2 separate regions of the Anas platyrhynchos genome follow, and region 1 is linked to region 2. Evidence: chromatin contacts called from public Hi-C data. All regions are on one chromosome and are shown on one strand. The core of a region is the stretch at or near the end of the contact, and the rest is flanking DNA. Distances in the headings are between cores, read along the strand shown. Region 1 overlaps MRTFB (myocardin related transcription factor B). Region 2 overlaps LOC101794451 (DNA repair endonuclease XPF).

Region 1 (3,881 bases), core at 819-3,318, 73 kb after region 2:
TTAAGATGCTGCCGATCACTTTTAGGGTGAAGTGTCTTGCTAAGGCAGTAACATCACGAAGTTCATAAATATAGTTGGATTGCTGTCAGGGTTCTGTAATGCTGAGCTCCTGACTCTTTGACCTGGCTACAAGCCATCCTTGACAGTTGTGTGAGAACTTAGTAGTTATTCAGTAAACCATTTTTATCTCTCAGTTCCACCATTTGAATTTAACTGCAGTTTATAGTACTTTGACAAGCAAATAATGTTTGTAAATCTGGATATTTGTTACATTTGGATGTCTGAACTCACAGCACTTGTATTTTGAAAGTAATTGGCATGCTGCATGTAATTGCACTTTATTGTCGGAATCTATTCTCCCTTATTGCTTTCAATCTGTAGAGATGGTGGTCGTTTCAGCAGCACTACAATACCTAAAATCAATTTAGGAATCATAAGAGAATATGATTCTCTTATCATATATTCTCCCGAATAAAGAAATCCGGTAGCCTAGAAGTCAACTGCATTTAACCCTTCCCTTAGATATCTTTTGGTGTTTCTCTATGTGGGGTCCCGGTGACTATGCGTATTGTTTTGTACGATGTCTTCTAACTTGTTTTGAAGAGCAGCCTGGCCTCAGAATGAGAGGTGCACAGAGAACAGTGAGAATCCGTCAGTGGACAGTGGGAGATGGGACTGGGCTTCAGATAACAGATTAAGTGTAGAAAACATACAGCTGCACAAAGTGATTTTTCTTGTTAAAAATATAATTATAAATAGCTCAGTGTGAATTGGTGAATTCTAGCTTTAAAGTACAGTATCTTAAAGCTAATCTCATGTTGAGTGTTTCTGAGTACTCATAAGGCTTCAGATTGCTTTGCTAAAGCATCTTCACATTCTCAGGTCTGTAGTGTTTATTATCTTCAGGAACTGAATGATAAGTTTCATTCAAAAAGTGGGGGCCCTCCTATTGGTCTTGCTTCAGCTTCATCTGAAGAATTACCAGGCTTTGTTCTCCAGTTAAAAGTTTAAGTCATTGCTTTTTCAGTTTTTTTTCCTAAATAACAGCCTCTTTTGTTGATGAAGATTCCATCAGTGACACTCCATGACATAACTCCATGACAATTAATGAAGATTCCATCAGAGTATATGCCCTTTTGGGACCTAGATCTGTGGTGAGACTTGAATCCCATGATATGGGTACTACTGGCCTCCTGCTCACTTTTGTTGTTGATGGTAGCTCTTCTAGTTGTTTTTAATTCTGCTCCAAGGAGAAACGTATATATTTATGAATCATTCCCCAATAATGTCCTCCACCTATCCTAAGATGATGTTGGTGTTACACTGTAACCAGGAAATAAGCCTGCTATCTTTCTTCTCTAAGCCTCATGTTTTTAGGGCAGACTCCATACTTCACACTCAGTGTCAGGATGTCTTTCTAAATCTTTGACTGGCCCAGATTCTTTTTGAGCTGTTTGTATCCGTGTGGTGGTTTTACTCAGGTGGGCAGCCGAGCTCCACCACAACCGCTCTCTCACTCCCCCTCTCCTCAAAAAGGAAGGGGGAGAAAATACAACACAGAGAACTCAAGGTTTGAGATGAGAAAGGTTTAATTAAAGGGAAAGGGAATGGGGAGGAAAAACAGAAACAAAAGAAACAATCAGTCCGCGCGGAAGCACAGAGAGAGAAAAAATTATTCTCTACTTCCCATCAGCGAGTGGTGTTCGGCCACGTCCTGGGAAGCAGGGCCTCAAACACGTAGTGGTTGTTCAGGAGGAACAGCCCCCTCCCCCAGGAGAGCCCCCCCTTTTATTGCTGAGTGTGACATCAGGTGTTATGGAATATCCCTTTGGTTGGTTTAGGTCAGCTGCCCCGGCAATGTCCCCTCCCCATCACTTGCCCACCCCCAGCCTGCTGGTTCTTGGGGGCTTGGAAGGAGTCCTGATGCTGTGCCAGCACCAAGCAGCAGTAGACACAACACTGGAGTGATATCAGTGCTGTTCCAGCTACGAGTGCAGAGCACAGCACTGTGCGGGCTGCTGCAGGGAAAAGGTGACTCCAGCTCAGACAGACTCAACACAATCCATCACTAAGAAATGCAGGATCTGGGCTTTTTGCATGCAGCTGCAGTAAAAGCAAATAGTGAGCTGTAGGCAGACCATACACAAAGAGAACAGTCTGCCAGAGCTGAGGAGCTTTCAGTTGCTGTTGCAGGGCTGCTGCTGTTTGTGGCCACCTGCACTCCCAGCCAAACCAGCACAGAACACACAGAACATGCTGAGGGTTGGTGCAGTGTCCCACTGACCAGTACAAATCACTGATTGCAGAAAGGACACTGAAATCTTCCTCCTAGTTGGAGAGGTTTATCGATTATTTACCACTTGCTATAACATGCTTACCCACTTGGAAAAGATTATTTGCTGTAACTGGCATTCTGCACCTTGTGAAGGTTCTTCTTTCCCCCATAGTTCCTCAATATACAGCCCTATGGGTGAAAGCAATTAAATAGCACTATCTGCACTCCAACTTCTTTGCTAAGCATTAAGCAGAGTGAGAGTTTGCCCTCTGTGGATAATGTTCTCATCTCCCGTAGTAAAGCACAGATACTCTTACTGTTGGACTGTACAAATGGGCTGTCTATCATAAAAATCACCACTTACTCTTCTTGCTTCGTCTCTGAGGTAGATGTCTGCTGCAAAGAAGCAATGGATTTAAATCATAGCAAGGAGGAGTCAAACTGCACAACACAGCCATAACTTCCTTGGAAATGTCTCTGCAAGTTTTAAAAGACAATACAGATGGCTGTCGGTCAGCAGTGTCTGCCAAAGTGGGTTGTGTGTCTGGGACAGAGAAGAGCTAGGTGATTCCTCGAGGTCCTTTCCAGCTGCACTGTTCCGGCAATTTACCTGCCTTCTTATTTCAGAAATATACATATTATTTGTAGTACAAAGGCTTTCTGCTGCTGTTGCATGGTTTTCATAGTAGAGGAACAGGCTTTCTGAATGCAACCTGTCTTCTTGAATATTGTTTTGAAATGGTATGTGAAATAAGATCATCCTGTTTTCAAATCTGAACATCTAAGGCAAACACAAAATTCTTTAAAAAAAATAAAAATCAGCACAAATAGTTCTTAAAGGACAATTCATCTCCCCCTAGCAACAGCAAGGATGAGGTATAGATGGATAGTAATACAGTGGAATAAATGAAACAATGTTGGCACTCTAAACCCCACTTCATAAAATTTCTGCTGTGGAACTGTTTTGGTAAACAGACCACAGTACAGAGTGAAAAAGTTAACTGTTCTGTGGTGATTTCTGTTAAAATCATATATTCTGTGTGTTCTGTATAGGAGTGATACTCCTCTCTGTTAAATATAATTGAATATAACTGTCATGAGTTGAAGGTATGCCTGGTCAGATGCAAACGCAGATCTGAGATGGTGTTAAACAGCTGTACAGTCCTACTGACTACAGTATTTCCTTTGGAAATCACTTCCTGATAACTTAACCTTTACTTTCTCTTCACAGCTTTGAAAAGTCCAGCTGCATTCCATGAGCAGATAAAGAGCCTGGAGCGAGCCAGGGTAAATCACTTTCTGTAAACTTGCTATTAATATCTGAAAATGAACAGTCAGTTTACAGGATACTAATTCTCAGATTGCTTGAAAAAAATAAATCCTACCATTACAGTAATAATATGTGCTTGTATCTCAGAAGGATCTGTTAACATACTGCTGTCAAATCTCAGGGGAAGTTTCTTATTCCTTCATGGATTAAGCAGGTGTGCAGCATAAACTATGATCAAATTGTAACACATATCTACCTGTAGTCTAAGGAAAGGATCCTTGGGTTAAATTATGCTTGTGTTGTGTTTCTGTAGCAAATGTCTATTCTATAGCATTG
Region 2 (4,022 bases), core at 1,190-3,689:
TAATTTTTTGTATTCAAGTTCAGTAAAAACTGTATTGTGCACTTTAAGATTTAAAGTATGCTGTGCATTTTAAGTGTGAATTATGAATTTGTTAATTTATAGTCTTGAGCTGTGACATATTTCCAACGTGAAGATTGTTCTGCAGGTGCAAATTTCAGTATTAAATAGATCAATAACAAAATTTAAATTCATTAATTTAAACAAATGTAATTTAACATTATGGTAATTGTACATACGTGTTGTTTCTGATTTGTTTGAATTGAGATCTGAACATCTTTTATGTTTAAAGTGTAGCTGGGATGAGGGTTTCTGTTGCCCTGTATTCTAATTTATTTCATTTAATACAGAAGGAAGATTTTCCATGATATTTTCTTATTCAACGCAGTAAGGTCAGAAATATTTGGTGTTGAGAATGCCATTAAAGTGGTGCTAAGAAAACAGAAAGTGGTACTAAAGTGTAACTATCTTGAATGCATGTCCTATAGAGCTTGGTACAAAAAAAGGAGCTGAACAACCTTTCCAAATATGTATTGTTCATTAAGATATTAACTGTTTATTTGTTTTGGTTTGTTTGTTTTTTTTTGTTGTTGTTGTTTTCCAGATATATTGCATGTCAGCTTTGTCATGCAATGTTGTTTGTTTTTTTTTTTTCCCCTTGGATTTGTGTAAGGTGAAAATGAAGGGTATGTGAAGAGGTTAAAAAAAGTTATAGCTTTGTTTTGTATGCTAGATCAAAGTCATAAAAACAATCAATAAATAATTAGATTAAATTTCATTTTGTTTGTGTAGAATTACTGTGTTGTTTTTTTTCTGTTGCATGATTTTTTCTTTAAATTGTACTGCAATTATTGTATGGCTTTATTACTTATGAGTGGGTATCTTATTTTATGAGGTTAGATTACAGTTTAGGTTATAGTAATCTGTAAATGCAAGTCCTTCTGGGGCAGTAGGTACTAATTGTGAACAGATAGGGGAGATACCTTGTGTTGTGAAACCCCTTAGTGCTGAAATAACCAAACCACTGAGTCACACTTCACCTGTATGCAGACACAACAAAGTATTTTGGGTAAATAATGAAAATCTGTATGATGTCTTCCCTGGCCTTAGAGTGTTCTTTAGCTTGCTTTCATCAAAAGTAAAGAAATTTTGCATACATTGTCATTGCTTTACTTTTATGTTTAATTGCCATTACTGTTAGATAGTTTGTGCTATCTAAAAACAAATAGACACTTAATACATGAAACTGCCTTGATTTATGCAACATTTGGAAGTAAGCTAGCAAGCTTCTTGTTTCTGAGCTTTCTCCTAGGCTTTGCTTGCTCAATGTTTCTTGTAGAGTAACAATAAAAACAAAATCTCTTTGGAACAAATGCAGCTTATATTGGCAAACATTATTTTGCACAGGATAGGTTGTGTTGTAGTTTGCATATTTAAGTTATCTGGTTATCCAGATACTATTTCCAGTAGTGGTGACACTTGCAGTTTCTAGCTACAACTGCCAAGAAGGCCTTTTGCTTGCCCTGTTGTCTGAGCAGTTCCCTAACCAAAACAAACTTTATCTTCAAAATGAGTTTTTTCTGTATGAACATGTAGGGCATTTCTAGTCCCAGCTATATTAATTGCTTTCAAAAAAAAAGTTAAATATAAGCCAGCTGCAGAGAAATCTGTTTATAAAACATACAGCCATACTGTGGAAAAGCAGCGACTTCTAGAAGAAGTGCAAAAGTTTGAATGCAAGTATTTTTATGATTGTGAAGCTTTTTCATTTGCAGACTGACAGCACAACCATAAATAATTTTTAAAAATAAAAACATCTGTCTCTGAAACTTTCCTTAGTCATCCAGAATTCCACTTCTGTGACTGCAGAATAGAATTCAAAAGCTGTCGTAAAAGTTAGTGAATGAATACATTTTTGTTGTGCCAAACAGCATAAAGAAACGTAAGAAGAGGCTTGTTAAAGAAACTTGTCATGCATTGTTTAACCAATTGACAGTTTTTATTTCAGGCTCCATAAATTGTGTGCTGTTATAAATGGCTCAGGATTCAAATTAGGATTAAATAAAAAAATAGGATTTATTAAAAGAATATAAAGGAATAGAGGTAAGCAAACAGCGCTGGGTGCACCGGGAGTCTCCGCTCCACCAGGACGCACACCAGTTACATCAAGCAGCTGATTTTTATGCTCCTAGACTAATACATATTCATTACTACTTCTAAAAAAATAGATTATTATAATTATCTTCCGGGGTCCAGTTCCTCCTACTGGAGCATGCGCATCAGTCTCCTCTGGGGGTCTCTAGGGGTCTTTCATGCTGAAGGCTCATAGTCTTCCTCTCACCTTTGTACTCACTCGGCAGTATTCCAAGTTTATGGAACACTCTCTGTACACTCTCTGCAGGTCTTGTCTCCCAACCGCCCTTCAGCTTCTTTTTTCTTCCTCTTAATCTCTTGGTCCCCCCTGGCCAGATACCAAGGATCCTCATAGTATCCCATAACAGTCACTAGTTGTTATCAGTTGTTCTGAAACTCCCAGACATCAAACACAAACAGCTTTCTTATTTGATGCTTCACGAGTAATTAAAACATTCTTCCCCAGCCATTCACAGACACATCTATAGCAGTGTTAAGTTAATCTCGAAGAAGACAGGAAAAAAGGCTGTAACTGTTAGAAATAGAAGTCCGGAGTAACAAAAGCAAACAGGTTCATAAATTTAAGGAGTGTTTTCTGAAGACATGATAAATTGACTAGAATGAGGGGGAGACTGGGACACACTGCATCTGTGGTTCAAGAATTAAATTGCCAGTGCAGAACCCAGAGGCAGACAGGATTCAAACAGAATTGTTCTTCATGGACACGAATTGTTAACACATTCCTCACATGTGCTACCAAGGGTTACAATCCTTTTGTAATTGCTGTTTTAGGAAGAAGTTCTTTTTAGCTCTTACGCAAAGATAGTCTAAATTAAATTAATATTTAGTTGATCTGTTTTCTACAGTATGCAGTATTAAGAAATGCAAGTAGGGTTATAGTCTGAAAAAATGAGAAATTATTGCTACAGGATTTCATAATACTTTGTAATTATATCACATTTACTCTTTCTTGATATAATAGCAAGAATCCTGGATGTTTGCAGAATTAACACAAGCATAAACCTGTTCTTTTGTTGTTGTTGTTGTTTTTGATATAAAATCCTTAACATCTACTTGACTGATCTACCTTCTTAACTTGAAAATATAAGCACTGGCAATATATACAATCAAAGCTATGGATAATTACTGTATACACTTTTTCCTCACTTTTTTTTTCTTTAAGTCATCCTCTCCAAAACTTCTATTATTGAATAGTATTTCTAAATATTCTGTTCCATGGTTGGCTAGCAACCTAGTTAAGAATAGTCCATAAATGATGAATGCATTTGCCAGTCACGTTTCTCATTTCTGTTATTTTCTAGCTTGTCCCGAAGTTAACATGAGAAATAATATCCCTCATCTATAAGATATGGGGGAAGAATAAAATACAAAGAATCTCTCTTAATGTTTATCAGTTAAGAATGACTTAATTGCTAACAGTAAGTTTGGTGAGACTAGTAGTGTGTAATTGTTAGGTAAATCTCTTGTAATCTGTAGTTGATTTGGTCTGTTTATTTTAAATCAAGATGTAAGTTCTAAGTATAAATTTGAAAGGTTGACTGACATGTGGCACAGAAAAATAGTGAAAACTCTTAAAGACTTTCTATTAGCAAGTATTAAATCTTCCTGCCTCTCTCCACTGGCCTTTAAAAATCATGTTCAGACACAGTCATGCTGAAATTTGATCCGGAATGTAGTTGTGTGATAATTCAGAGCCACAGTTCTCTCTTTAGCTTCAATAGATGAAACATTGTGATTTGAAGTTGTTTGTTCCTTAGCTTTAGCTTCTCTTCAGGCTCTTCAAGGAAAGCAGAAGCCTAATTACTAAATATAAACAAACTCTTAGCTCTTTTCCCTACTAACGTGATGCAGCTAATTTTGCATATACATTG

Evidence for each region. A called contact is a pair of places that touch in the nucleus more often than the background predicts.
Region 1: a Hi-C map of small yellow follicle shows a contact between it and region 2, with 3 times the contacts expected there. The contact joins two enhancer-like sites. A contact is called at or near these places in 4 of 8 Hi-C or Micro-C datasets (F5 follicle, skeletal muscle, small yellow follicle and 1 more).

What each region holds. Positions count from the first base shown.
Region 1 is chr15:2,529,828-2,533,708 of IASCAAS_PekinDuck_T2T, forward strand. It overlaps MRTFB (myocardin related transcription factor B), which reads left to right. Exons shown (of 16, transcript XM_072024089.1): 5 at 3,507-3,562. Among named protein-coding and RNA genes, the nearest start is that of TRNAT-CGU, 42 kb to the right of the region's middle. Within about 2 kb of position 2,069, at least 4 of the 8 cell types and tissues checked have an H3K27ac peak or open chromatin away from gene starts, as enhancers often do. A contact at or near this core is called in small yellow follicle, where this site is marked.
Region 2 is chr15:2,456,787-2,460,808 of IASCAAS_PekinDuck_T2T, forward strand. It overlaps LOC101794451 (DNA repair endonuclease XPF), which reads left to right. Exons shown (of 11, transcript XM_005028641.6): 11 at 1-775. Among named protein-coding and RNA genes, the nearest start is that of MRTFB, 16 kb to the right of the region's middle. Within about 2 kb of position 2,440, at least 1 of the 8 cell types and tissues checked has an H3K27ac peak or open chromatin away from gene starts, as enhancers often do. A contact at or near this core is called in small yellow follicle, where this site is marked.